Regions from separate parts of the Mus musculus genome. Here all the other regions are linked to region 1. The links are chromatin contacts, called in public HiChIP or PLAC-seq and promoter capture Hi-C maps. All regions are on one chromosome and are shown on one strand. The core of a region is the stretch at or near the end of the contact, and the rest is flanking DNA. Distances in the headings are between cores, read along the strand shown.

The links. Promoter capture Hi-C pulls out the DNA fragments that hold promoters and counts their contacts. HiChIP or PLAC-seq counts read pairs in DNA pulled down with a chosen protein or histone mark.
Region 2: an H3K27ac HiChIP or PLAC-seq map of embryonic stem cells shows a contact between it and region 1, with 11 read pairs. The contact joins the enhancer-like site here to the promoter of Scd1 in region 1. A contact is called at or near these places in 5 of 39 promoter capture datasets (the 3T3-L1 cell line, the C10 cell line, cranial neural crest and 2 more), 1 of 15 datasets of contacts at CTCF or cohesin (the NIH/3T3 cell line), 10 of 484 Hi-C or Micro-C datasets (B cells, cerebral cortex, cortical neurons and 6 more), 9 of 115 datasets of contacts at active chromatin or transcription factors (the 230-238 cell line, bone marrow-derived macrophages, embryonic stem cells and 3 more) and 2 of 9 other capture datasets (adipose tissue and liver).
Region 3: a contact with region 1 is called in a promoter capture Hi-C map of 3T3-L1-derived adipocytes, with 2.5 times the contacts expected there. The contact joins the enhancer-like site here to the promoter of Scd1 in region 1. A contact is called at or near these places in 19 of 39 promoter capture datasets (the 3T3-L1 cell line, 3T3-L1-derived adipocytes, the C10 cell line and 11 more), 3 of 15 datasets of contacts at CTCF or cohesin (the NIH/3T3 cell line, embryonic stem cells and large pre-B cells), 28 of 484 Hi-C or Micro-C datasets (CD4 T cells, CD4 single positive thymocytes, CD8 T cells and 18 more), 15 of 115 datasets of contacts at active chromatin or transcription factors (the 230-238 cell line, the NIH/3T3 cell line, the SCID.adh cell line and 8 more) and 3 of 9 other capture datasets (adipose tissue, liver and macrophages).
Region 4: an HNF4G HiChIP or PLAC-seq map of pancreatic cancer cells shows a contact between it and region 1. The contact joins the enhancer-like site here to the promoter of Scd1 in region 1. A contact is called at or near these places in 9 of 39 promoter capture datasets (the 3T3-L1 cell line, the C10 cell line, the HPC-7 cell line and 6 more), 1 of 15 datasets of contacts at CTCF or cohesin (large pre-B cells), 8 of 484 Hi-C or Micro-C datasets (Th2 cells, double positive thymocytes, embryonic cerebral cortex and 5 more), 16 of 115 datasets of contacts at active chromatin or transcription factors (the 230-238 cell line, the SCID.adh cell line, bone marrow-derived macrophages and 10 more) and 3 of 9 other capture datasets (adipose tissue, liver and pancreatic islet).

What each region holds. Positions count from the first base shown.
Region 1 is chr19:44,406,269-44,408,968 of GRCm38.p6, forward strand. Scd1 (stearoyl-Coenzyme A desaturase 1) reads right to left here and starts at 1,441. Exons shown (of 6, transcript NM_009127.4): 1 at 1,118-1,441; 2 at 219-492. The coding sequence starts at 1,141.
Region 2 is chr19:44,265,783-44,268,482 of GRCm38.p6, forward strand. No RefSeq gene overlaps it. Among named protein-coding and RNA genes, the nearest start is that of Gm35183, 5.0 kb to the right of the region's middle. Within about 2 kb of position 1,364, at least 306 of the 459 cell types and tissues checked have an H3K27ac peak or open chromatin away from gene starts, as enhancers often do. A contact at or near this core is called in the 230-238 cell line, B cells, adipose tissue and 13 more, where this site is marked.
Region 3 is chr19:44,173,632-44,176,331 of GRCm38.p6, forward strand. The region is part of intron 2 of Pkd2l1 (polycystic kidney disease 2-like 1); the gene reads right to left. Among named protein-coding and RNA genes, the nearest start is that of Pkd2l1, 17 kb to the right of the region's middle. Within about 2 kb of position 1,375, at least 7 of the 459 cell types and tissues checked have an H3K27ac peak or open chromatin away from gene starts, as enhancers often do. A contact at or near this core is called in 3T3-L1-derived adipocytes, where this site is marked.
Region 4 is chr19:44,224,468-44,227,172 of GRCm38.p6, forward strand. The region is part of intron 2 of Scd3 (stearoyl-coenzyme A desaturase 3); the gene reads left to right. It also overlaps a transcript of Pkd2l1 not described here. Among named protein-coding and RNA genes, the nearest start is that of Scd3, 23 kb to the left of the region's middle. Within about 2 kb of position 1,419, at least 39 of the 459 cell types and tissues checked have an H3K27ac peak or open chromatin away from gene starts, as enhancers often do. A contact at or near this core is called in the HPC-7 cell line, the SN4741 cell line, bone marrow-derived macrophages and 1 more, where this site is marked.

The DNA of each region.
Region 1 (2,700 bases), core at 191-2,690:
AGAAAAGCTTGTTCAGAGAGAGTTGCTTCTCTGCCTCAGGTAGACCCCTCCCAGTCTCCTGCACAGGGACTCAGTATTCATGTTAAGTCCCACAAGGAACCAGAAAAAAAGGCTGGGGAAATCTGAACAGAGCAGCCACTGCCTTGGGTCAGAGGGTACCTTATTAGAGAGCAAAGAGAAATCTGAGGCACTGGCCCAAGACAAGGGGCGCTGCTCACCGAAGAGGCAGGTGTAGAGCTTGCAGGAGGGAACCAGTATGATCCCGTACAGGCCTCCCAAGTGCAGCAGGACCATGAGAATGATGTTCCTCCAGACGTACTCCAGCTTGGGCGGGGGTCCCTCCTCATCCTGATAGGTGGGGTCGTGAATATCTTCTTTCATTTCAGGACGGATGTCTTCTTCCAGGTGGAGGGGCACCGTCTTCACCTTCTCTCGTTCATTTCCGGAGGGAGGTGCAGTGATGGTGGTGGTGGTCGTGTAAGAACTGGAGATCTGCAAAGAAAAAATTCAGTCGGGGGAGGCCGATCTGTGGGGCTCTCTCTCTCTGTCTCTCTCTGTGTGTTGTGTGTGTGAGAGAGAGAGAGAGAGAGAAATAGGAAAGAAGAATGAAACATTTATAGCCTCAGTAACACACAAAGGGATCCCCGTGTAAGTTATACAAGTATCGGTAGGACGGGCTTTTCTTTAAAGCAGCGGTTCTTAACCTGTGTCTCACGCTCAGCCCCTTTGGGGGTCAAATGTCCCTTTCAGAGGGGCAGCCCAAGACCATCGGAAAACAGATATTTACATTACGATTCAAAACAGTACCAAAATTAAAGTTATGAAGTAGCAACGAAATCATTTTATGGTTGGGGGGGAGGGGGTCACCACAACATGAAAAACTGTAGTAAATAAAGGATCGCAGCATCTTGAAAATTGAGAACCGCTGCTTTAAAGCTAAAGGCACGAAAGTTGGGACTCATCTGCCCAAATTACAATCTACACCTCTCAACCAACCGGTCACGTCAGAATTCGAGAAAGCCCAGTAGTCCGGAGAACTCTCAACTTTCTCCTCCCGGGACCAGTCACCTAGCTGCGTGGCCAGTGCAAGGAGCGAGGGCCGCTTCTGGAAGCTCACCTCTTGGAGCATGTGGGCCGGCATGATGATAGTCAGTTGCTCGCCTCACTTTCCCAGTGCTGAGATCGAGCGTGGACTTCGGTTCCGGAGCCCGTTGGTGTAGGCGAGTGGCGGAACTGCGCTTGGAAACCTGCCCTCCTGACTCTCGGGATGGGTGTTCAGCCCGGTCTGGCTGTGCACAGATCTCCCTGGGCTGGGATTTTAAAGGGTAGAGCAGGCGATGGGATGACCGTGTTCAGTATTTCCTCAGCCCCCTTTTATCGGCTGCCAGCAAAGGGTAAAGAGCGCAGAGATAGCTAGCCAAGGAAGCCAGGCGTGGAGGTGAGGGAGGGAGGGAGGGAGGGAGGGAGGAAGGGAGGGAGGGAGGGAGGGAGGGAGAGAGAGAGGGCGGGACCAAGAACGGGAAAGAAAGCCAAGTAGATTCCAGAGTAGACCTTGGAGGCGCCGGGATGCTGAAGGCATCAACAGGGCGCGCTGCTCCAACCCCCTGCCTGGGGATAAATGCTAATGTGCCTCCTGTGAAGCCCGTCTTGTCATTGGCCAAAGAGAATTTGGTGCCACCTTGTCCTGCCTTTTCCATTGGCTAGGCGCAATCTGCTGTTCCCTCTGCCTCTAGCTTCTCGCTCTCTCCTCCCCTCTTTTTCTCCTTATCCTCTTTGCTGTGGGCTGATGGGTGACTTTTCTTTAAGAGCAGGATAACGTGATTCCAAGTAGGAATTGTGTGCAAGCCTAGGACTTTGGTCTGGCGCTTAGCAAATGGTTCACTGGGGAAATCGCATCGAAAGAAGTGAGGAAGACACTGGCTACCGCCACTCACAACTCGGTCTAACTTCACATCTACCCCCACTTCCAGGCACCAGCAAAGAGAAACCCCGGGAGACTGGGATATGAGGGTGCGCCCAGGGCTCTGACCCGGGAAAACAATAGTGTATCCCTTCAGCCAGCATCCGGTTGCTGCTGCGTTCTTGACAGCACACGCTGAGTTACAACTGCACTCACTCATTGGGCTCCGTCTGCCGGGGACCGCCTCTGCTGGGAGCCAGAGCCCAATCCTAGCTGCTTCTCCTCAAACGGGACGGGACGTTTGAGAGCTCCTTAGATCCTCACGTTGAGATTCCAAGAAAAGGGACTAAGGAATCAAAGGGCCTGAGTGTGCGGTGCGAATAGCAAACAGGCACTTTGCGATCCCTAAGAAGTCTCAAGAATTTCCTTTTTGTTGAACCCACACTGACCCTGAGCAGTAGGTATTCCTTGGTACTTACTGTTATTGGTTTCTTTTTAGACAAGGTCTCTGAAGCTCTGACTGTCCTGGAACTCACAGTGTAGACCAAACTGGCCTCAAGCTTCATAGATCTGTGTCTGCCTTTGAGCTGGGTCCAGCTCCTCGGTCTTTTTAAAAAGGAAGTGAAATTTAAAAGAGTTGAGGTTACCTGTGGTCACGCTTAGCCAGTGTATGGTGGAGCTAGGAATTGAGTATCAGATGAGTGGCTCAAAGGTAAAGGCAGGCCTGGCATGGTGGCGCATGCCTTTAATCCCAGCACTCAGGAGGCAGAGGCAGGCGGATTTCTGAGTTCAAGGCCAGC
Region 2 (2,700 bases), core at 114-2,613, 140 kb before region 1:
CTTCTTCTTCTTCTTCTTCTTCTTCTTTTGGTTTTTGGTTTTGGTTTTTGGTTTTTTTGGTTTTTGGTTTTTCAGGACAGAGTTTCTTTGTTGTAGCCTTCCTTGGCTGTCTTAGAACTAGCTCTGTCAATCAGACTGGCCACCAAGGCCCTCTACAACAGTTCATCACCCAAAACTCTTAAAACCATTTGCCAGTGACACCTAATCTTATCAGCCACAAGCCAACTTTTCCCCACCCTTAGCAAAAACAAAAAACAAAAAAAAACCAACGGTGCTGGCCTAGGAGGTACCCGCTTGCCTTGTACTTCAAGGATAGGGAGTTAAACAATTGATAACCCACATGTGCTACCACCCCCCACTCCCAGCAAGGTTTGCCAGGCAATCACCCAGTGTGTAGCATAAATCAGTGGTGTCAGGTTCAAAAGAAAACTCAAGACAGTTGGCCACCTGTGGTGCCTATTAGCATATCAAAGCGTCTGCTGATCTCGGGGCTCAGTGCCTGAGATTCCTCTCCGCTCTCTCCTGGCCCCTACCCTAAACTTCCCCAACTCTTGGGCTCCCCCGACCCCGACCCCAAGCTTCTCGTTCCTATATAACCCTGCTATTTTAGCCATTGTCCTCGTTGCCCTCTTGGGTCTTGGTCACCTTGGGTCCCTCTTTCTCTTGCTCTCCACTTTTCTCCCTCCTCGATGGCCTGGTTCTCTGCTGGCCATATTTAGTCTGCTCTGGACCCTTCCAGATGCCTCTGGCTGTATTCTCCCTCTAGAGTAAAGACTTTCTCCTCAACAATACCTTGGTGTCCCCATTTCATTCAAGTAATACTCCACTCCTTGGTATTGCCTACTAAGCACTTAAAGTGTCTACCTCAGCCAGTTCATCGACGGATCAACAACTGAGCTGGCTCCACCTTTTGGCAAGTGTAAAAAGCGCTGCAAATATTTGCGCACCAATATTTGGGTATCTGCTTTGGTTCGATTTGTGTACATATCCAGGATTAATTTGTTTGTATGTAATAAACTATTTAACTTTCTGTGGGGTCACCTCAGGCATACCTGTAACCCCAGCAAAACTACCGTCCTTCCGGTCCTTCAGCACTTAGTGCTGAGCGAATGCCCCATTAAAGCCCTCAGAGCATCCCGGGGAGGAGGGCAGCGACTGCGCGATAGGCCGCATCGCTGCCCTACCGCAGGCGGTGCTCACACTCCTACCCTGGCCCTCAGCCAGCCCACACCCAGGTCAACACTGGGAGCCGCCCGAGTCGCGGCCCATCACTCAGAGCCCCCAGGGTCACACCCGTCCACTCGGCCCACAGCGCCTGACTCCGCACAGCCAATCAGCAGCCGCGCTGCGACTCTGCCCGAGTCCGCGCCCATCAGGAGGCGCCGCCTCTGGTTCGGGAGGTGCCCCTGCATCTTGCGGTCGCCCTCCTGTTTGGAGCTGAGGGAGTTTCTAAGGGATGCTGTAACTACCCTCCACCCCCGCCCCCCAGTCCTCCCTCTCCGCCAGGGAGGAACGCAGAGACCTTGGGTGTGGGCTCTGGTCCTCCGCTGCGTTGGAGGTCGCGGGAGCAGACTAAACAGGGCAGGGCAAGGCGGTCACGTAGGAGGCAGAGTGCCACCTCAGCAAAGCATACGGAAGACTGGGTCGTGAAAGCATGAGAGAAAGCAAGCCAGCCAAGTGTTCCAGAGCGTTCCAGGCTGATGTCACCGGGGATGAAAGATTCGAATGCTTGCAGCTCAACTTAGCTACAGCTAGCCCCTGGCGCGCGCGCGCGCGCGCGCGTGTGTGTGTGTGTGTGTGTGTGTGTGTGAGAGAGAGAGAGAGAGAGAGAGAGAGAGAGAGAGAGAGAGAGAGAGAGAGAGAGAGAGACTCAGTCTTCCAAGCGCTGGGACTGCAGAAGGGCTTCTACTTAAGTCATGCTGTTACGTGGGTGCCATCTCCCCAGGCCCACTTACCTGGGTTTATAAAGCGAGCTAGTAACACTCAAATACAAGATGACGGTGTGGCTTTCCCTTTGCCTTAACATATACGCCATACCCTTGGTATACGCCACAACCTTGAAAATTAGTTCTTAATTTAGAATCCTCACACCAGTCAGACTTCTAGGACCAAAAGTAGTGGGCACAACCCCCACCCCCATCCTCATCCCCAAACTTTAGCCCTTTCCAGAAGGAAGTTTCCCTGAAGCTCATTAGCAATCCCCTTTCAGTAAACGTGCATCTTCACTGAATGTGGAGTTGAACACCACATACCAGGCTGTCTCTCTCTCTCCGTGTGGGTGTTCTCGCTTTACCACACTCCAGCTCCGGCACCAAGAAGTCCCCTGAAGAGGCCTGTCACCAGCATACACTGTGGGACCCAATTTAAGGCACCTCTGTCCACCAACATAAAGATATGTGTGTGTGTGTGTATACATATATATGTATGTATATATGTGTATATGTGTATATATACATACATACATACACACACACACACACACACCTTGCTTATTTCTTACTCAGTTTCATTTGGATTGTTCTTATGGAGAGATTTTTCTCAGCCAAGGCTCCCTCCTCTCCGATGATTCTAGCTTGTGTCAAGGTGACATAAAACTAGTGACACACAGGAGGGAAAGAGTGATATTGATTTACTTGTGTGTGTGTTTTTAAAGATTTATTTATTATTATACATAAGTACACTTTAGCTGTGTTCAGATGC
Region 3 (2,700 bases), core at 125-2,624, 230 kb before region 1:
TCCATTTTATGCAGGTAAACTGAGGTCAAGAATGTTGTTAATAGTGAGTTCCAGGACAGCCAGAGCTACAGAGAGAGACCCTGTCACAGGGTCATACATGTATGTCACATGTATGTCACAGATACATACATACATACATACATACATACATACATATCAGTTCTTCAAAATTCAGGCATTCAGACTCCCATCTCTCTTACCACAGAGACCAGAGTTTTTGTTTGTTTGTTTGTTTTGTTTTTTGCTACCATACTGTATGTACTACATGAAAGGACCACTAACCACAGTAGATCCTTCTGACAGAATACTCTGACTTCTAAAAGTTAATCTTTAGACAGGGGATGGATCAGGGAGGAGTTGGAGGAGGCAGTAAAAATGGTCAAACCTCAATACAAGAAATTCCCAAAAAATTCATTAAAAGAATTAATCCAAACACCCAAGATTATGCAAGATTATGTTTTTAAGTTTCCTCATGAGCAAACTCCAGAGTTTAGTGTCTGAGTCAGACAGTGAGTTGCAGTGAGACTTGGTAAATTCAACACTTCACTACCTTAAAAGGAATGCCAGATTCAATCAAGACATTTTTAACTATACTAATGGGACCCTCTGACCAAACAAACTGTTGGTAAAATTTTATGTGCATGCCTGCTATTCATTCTGAGCACTCCCAAACTGTCTTATAGGTAAAGCCATATATGCCATATATATAAATATAAATATATTTACTTTATGAGTATTAAACATGGATTATGAGAGGCAATTTATAAAAGTAGCTTTCATTTTTAACATTTAAAAATCAATTTTATAGCCCATGTACTAAATATAAACATAATCAACACCAATGCTCCTGAAGTTTATTTACATCTTGTTATTAATCAATGTGCTTTTAAAAAATTTTCCATACTCAACATTGGACACTATGCAAATTACTTGTATTTTCTTCTTTTCTTTGACTGCCCAGGAACCTCGGGCATTGTTCTCCTTAAGAGTCTTTATTTATTGTAAGTTTTCTGGTACAATTTATCTTTCTCTCTTATCTTTTTCTAGCTCTTGTGCTATGTCTTCTATTATATTTCTAGTGGGTTATATTTTATTAGAGCTGTGCTTTTTTTTTTAATGTTCTTCTGCATGCCCCACCTATGTTCCCTTTAGACATGGGCAGGACATAGAAATACGTTGTTATTAAAGAAGTCTGAATGTTGTAATTGTTATTAAACATTGTCATCGTCATGAACTTGAGTAACAGCATGATTTTATCCTCTCCTGGGCTTGGAGTCCAGTCCTCCCTTTTGAACTGATGGGAGAGGAGCCCAGCTCAGAGCAGCAAGCAGTCAGCACAGTGCTGTGGGCTGTACTTTCCCAGGAACTACAACCCAGGTCACCTAGCGCTGCAGAGCGCCTTCCTGCCCCCAGTTACCACCGAACACAACTGTGCTCTGCCAGCCTCTCCTTGGGCAAGATCAGGATCCATTTCCCGCACGAGCTGGCAAGACCTCTGAAGAGCTGGGTCGCCTAGAAAGCAAAATGTCTAAGTTCTTTTTGGACCTGCTCCATTCTTATGTCAGAAACTGGTTGTTTCCGGCTGGCAAGACAGCTTGGTGGGTTAAAGCACTTGTAAAAGACTGGTGGTGAGAGTCCAGTCCCCTGAAGCCAGGTAGAAGGAGAGAACTAACTCCTGATAGCTGTCTTTTGCCCTTCACATGTACAGTTGGCACTTGCACACCTGCATACAACACACACACACACACACACACACACACCATAGTAACAGTAATTAAAAAAAATTTTTTTAAAGAAAGTGAATGGGTTTTTTTTTTCTAAAAAAAAAAATGACCCCTTGTACACTGTGTGGTTATGAACCTTGCTTATTTAAAATATGTTTTTATTATTCTTAGCTATGTGTATGGATGTGTTGCAGAGGGAAGAGGTGGGTATGGGCACGTGTGTGTGCTTTGCCGGTGAAAGCTAGAGGCATGGAATCCCCCTGAAGCTGGAGATACAAAGCCTGTGAGCCACCTAATGTGGGTGTTAGGAATCAAACTCAGGTCTTCTGGGAGAGCAATAAATATTCTTCATTGCTGAGTCATCACTCCAGTCCCAGGGGGGAAAAAACTTTTAAAAGAGACCACCAACAGCCAAGAAACTAACCCCAAATCTTAACAGACTGGAGATTACATGAAAACAAAGGGTTTCTGTATAGCAAAGGGAGTACCGGGGAGCTCGCAGACAGCCAAGTGTAAGGACACCTTTAATACTTCAGACAAAGGACTGATATCCAGACGTCTCAAAGAATTGCAGAAATGAAATTGCAAGGAAATCAAATATTTTCACATTTCGAGATCCAGAGCCCTTTGTCCTCTCCTAAGTCAGGACGAATGTTCAGGTCACAGGTTCTCGGGCTGTCTGGGGTCTCTTCCACCCTGACACAGACAGCCACCCTGCATATACAGCCTTCACTCTTCTACTGGTCTCTTCAGCAGTGGTTCTCAACCCGTGAGCTGTGACCTCTTTCAGGGGTTGAATGACTCTTTCACAGGGGTCACCTAAGACCAACTGCATATAAGGTATTTACATTATAATTCATAACAGTAGCAAAATTACAGTTATGAAGCAGCAGTGAAATAATTTTATGGTTGGGGGGGGGTCACCACAACAATGAAGAACTGTATTTTTTTGGGTCGCAGCATTAGGAAGGTTGAG
Region 4 (2,705 bases), core at 169-2,668, 180 kb before region 1:
TTGTCAACTTGACAATATTTGGAATGAATTACAATCCGGAATTGGAAGGCTCACCAGTGACCCTTATCTGGAGGCTTGGAGATCCTTATCTGGATCTTGGTTTGAAGATCTTGAGCCACAGTGGCTATGAATTCCAGAAGATTGAATCTCCGAGTTTAAGGAACACACCTTTAATCTGGGCTACGCCTTTCATCTGGGATTAAAGGTGTGGTGGAACACACCTTTAATCTGGGCTCCACCTTCTGCTGGAGACAATATAAGGACATTGGAAGAAGGGAGTCTAGCTCGAGCCCTTGCTCCTTCGCCTGCTTGCTGCGTGAGACTGAGTAACTGCTAGATCCTTGGACTTCCATTCACAGCTGCGACTGAACAATTGTTGGGAATTGGGCTGCCGACTGTAAGTCATCAATAAATTCCTTTACTATCTAGAGACTATCCATAAGTTCTGTGACTCTAGAGAACCCTGACTAATACAACCTTCGTGACCAAAGCAATTGGCAGAATAAGATCATGACTCCATGTCACGAGGACTGTCACTCCAGCACCCCTGTTAAGATAGCATTGTCTGTACTCTGGAGCCAATGCGCCTTGGTGATCTGCAGTGTGGAGCAGATTCGGACACTTTTCTTGGTACTCTGGCTCTGCTTTAAGCCTTCCTTCCCTTTCCTCCTGTGACGTCAGGGTTTGCCCTCCACTGGCTTCTCTGTCCAGGTACAGTTAGATCCTCTTCATGGGAAGACCCCAGTCACCACTGAGTCAGAGGCTGCAAACCATCTGAGGCCTCATCCCAGTTCAGAAGGATACGGTCAGCCCTTCCCTAGGGCAGACACCATCTCTATGGTTGTCCTGAGGTCCTATAGAAGGACCAGATGACACACAGGAGGCAGAAGAGAGGAGGAAAGAGACCACTTAGAAAACCGTTAACTCTTGATACAGAGGGACACATAGCAGTTTGTGCAATGTTTGGTATCTCCAATCTCAGCTAAGTTCTGTAGCCGCAGAGGTTCTATGGTTTCCAGATGGCCTTTAGGTACTAACAAGGCCTCAGTCCCACCTCCTAGTTCTACCAATCTGAGCAACAGATGGGTACACCCAGTGTCCACTCCGCATTAGAGAGACTGATCTTGTAGGCTTTGAGTTGGAGTGCTGCATTCCTATGAAATGTATGATACAGCTGAGACTGGATCAGTGCTCGGACCCTGCATGAACACTTAGCTTTTAACTTCATCAACATACTTACCAGGATAGTAAATAGCTAGAGACTGTTGGTGTTCAGACATCGCCACACAAACGGCGTGAACACTGATCTCAGTTAACTACTCAGAATAGTTATTGACTGCACTTTAATACTGGTCAGATCAGGAACAGAGCCCAGAATTATCAGAACTATGACAACAGATATCTTTTCCTGTCAGCTCACAAAGGATAAAACCACAAAAGCCACAGTGAGTTCACACACAGGAAGTACTGCCGGGTGGTCAGCTCTGACTCAAGTGATTTCAGACATAACAGTTCAAATTGTCCTTTGATTTGATGGGTCCTACACAAAGCTTTGTGGAATTTCTTAAGATTAGCAAAACTCATACCGCACATTCAGAACATACAGAACAAAACAGTATGTGGTCAGTATGTCCTTGAGCCAAGTCACTTCTGTGTATCTGGCAGGCATGTTACAGCAACAATATGAAATAGCTGACAGGCATGGTACAAAATGGCTACAGCTATGCTTGGAGGGGGAGGTGTCAAACCATAGCATTCCACCCTTTTTTGAGCTGTCCCAATGAGTCAAATCATTGACTCAAAATTTTTCTTTTCTGATGCTGGGCGTGGTGGCGCATGCCTTTAATCCCAGCACTTGGGAGGCAGAGGCAGGCAAATTTCTGAGTTTGAGGTCAGCCTGGTCTACAGAGTGAGTTCTAGGACAGTCAGGGCTACACAGAGAAACCCTGTCTCAGAAAAAAAAATTCTTTTCTGAGGCCAGGAGGACAAACTTTTATATCAGTCTTTGTTGGCTTAAATGTTTGACATTTTGATCTCCCTTCATAAGTGTTGCTTCTCTCATGCTGGTAGGTCTTGCTATGCTCATGCTTTTTAGGAAAGGCATTATTAGTGTTGGCACTGCCCTGGCCATCTGGGAATGGTGTAGAAGTCCCAGGTGTCCCTAACCTCCTTCTCCAGGATAATACTGTACCAGAGGCTACAGATGTACAAGTATGCAAAATTCAGAAGTTTCAGTGATGCTAAAGGGACTGATACAGGGGGTCAGTGCCAAGGCACAAGCAAACCAAGTGCCTTTTGGCGGTACTAAAGAGTAAGGGGAAACTCCTGCATTAGCATCTGTACATTATTACGGTGTTGCAGGTACTGAGACCGATATCTTATATAAGCAGAGAGACCTTGTCCTTTCTAGGACAGGGAGAGGGCATTAACATTCTCTTGGAACCACTGATGTCTAAGACCCTGTTCCTAGTGACCTGGACTCTCTGGATGGTGAATATCATCCCAGGGTCATTACCAGATGCATAAAGGAGGAGCCCCCAAATCTACCCTGTATCTCATAAATCATTTGTATCATTTTTATCTTAATTTGAGTGGGGTTGGTCTTCCCAAGTTTTCTAGACTGACTCAACCTTCTGTGGCTGAATATACTTATCTTTATCAGTTACCCAGGAAGCTAATGCTTTATCGCCCCACATATCACAAAA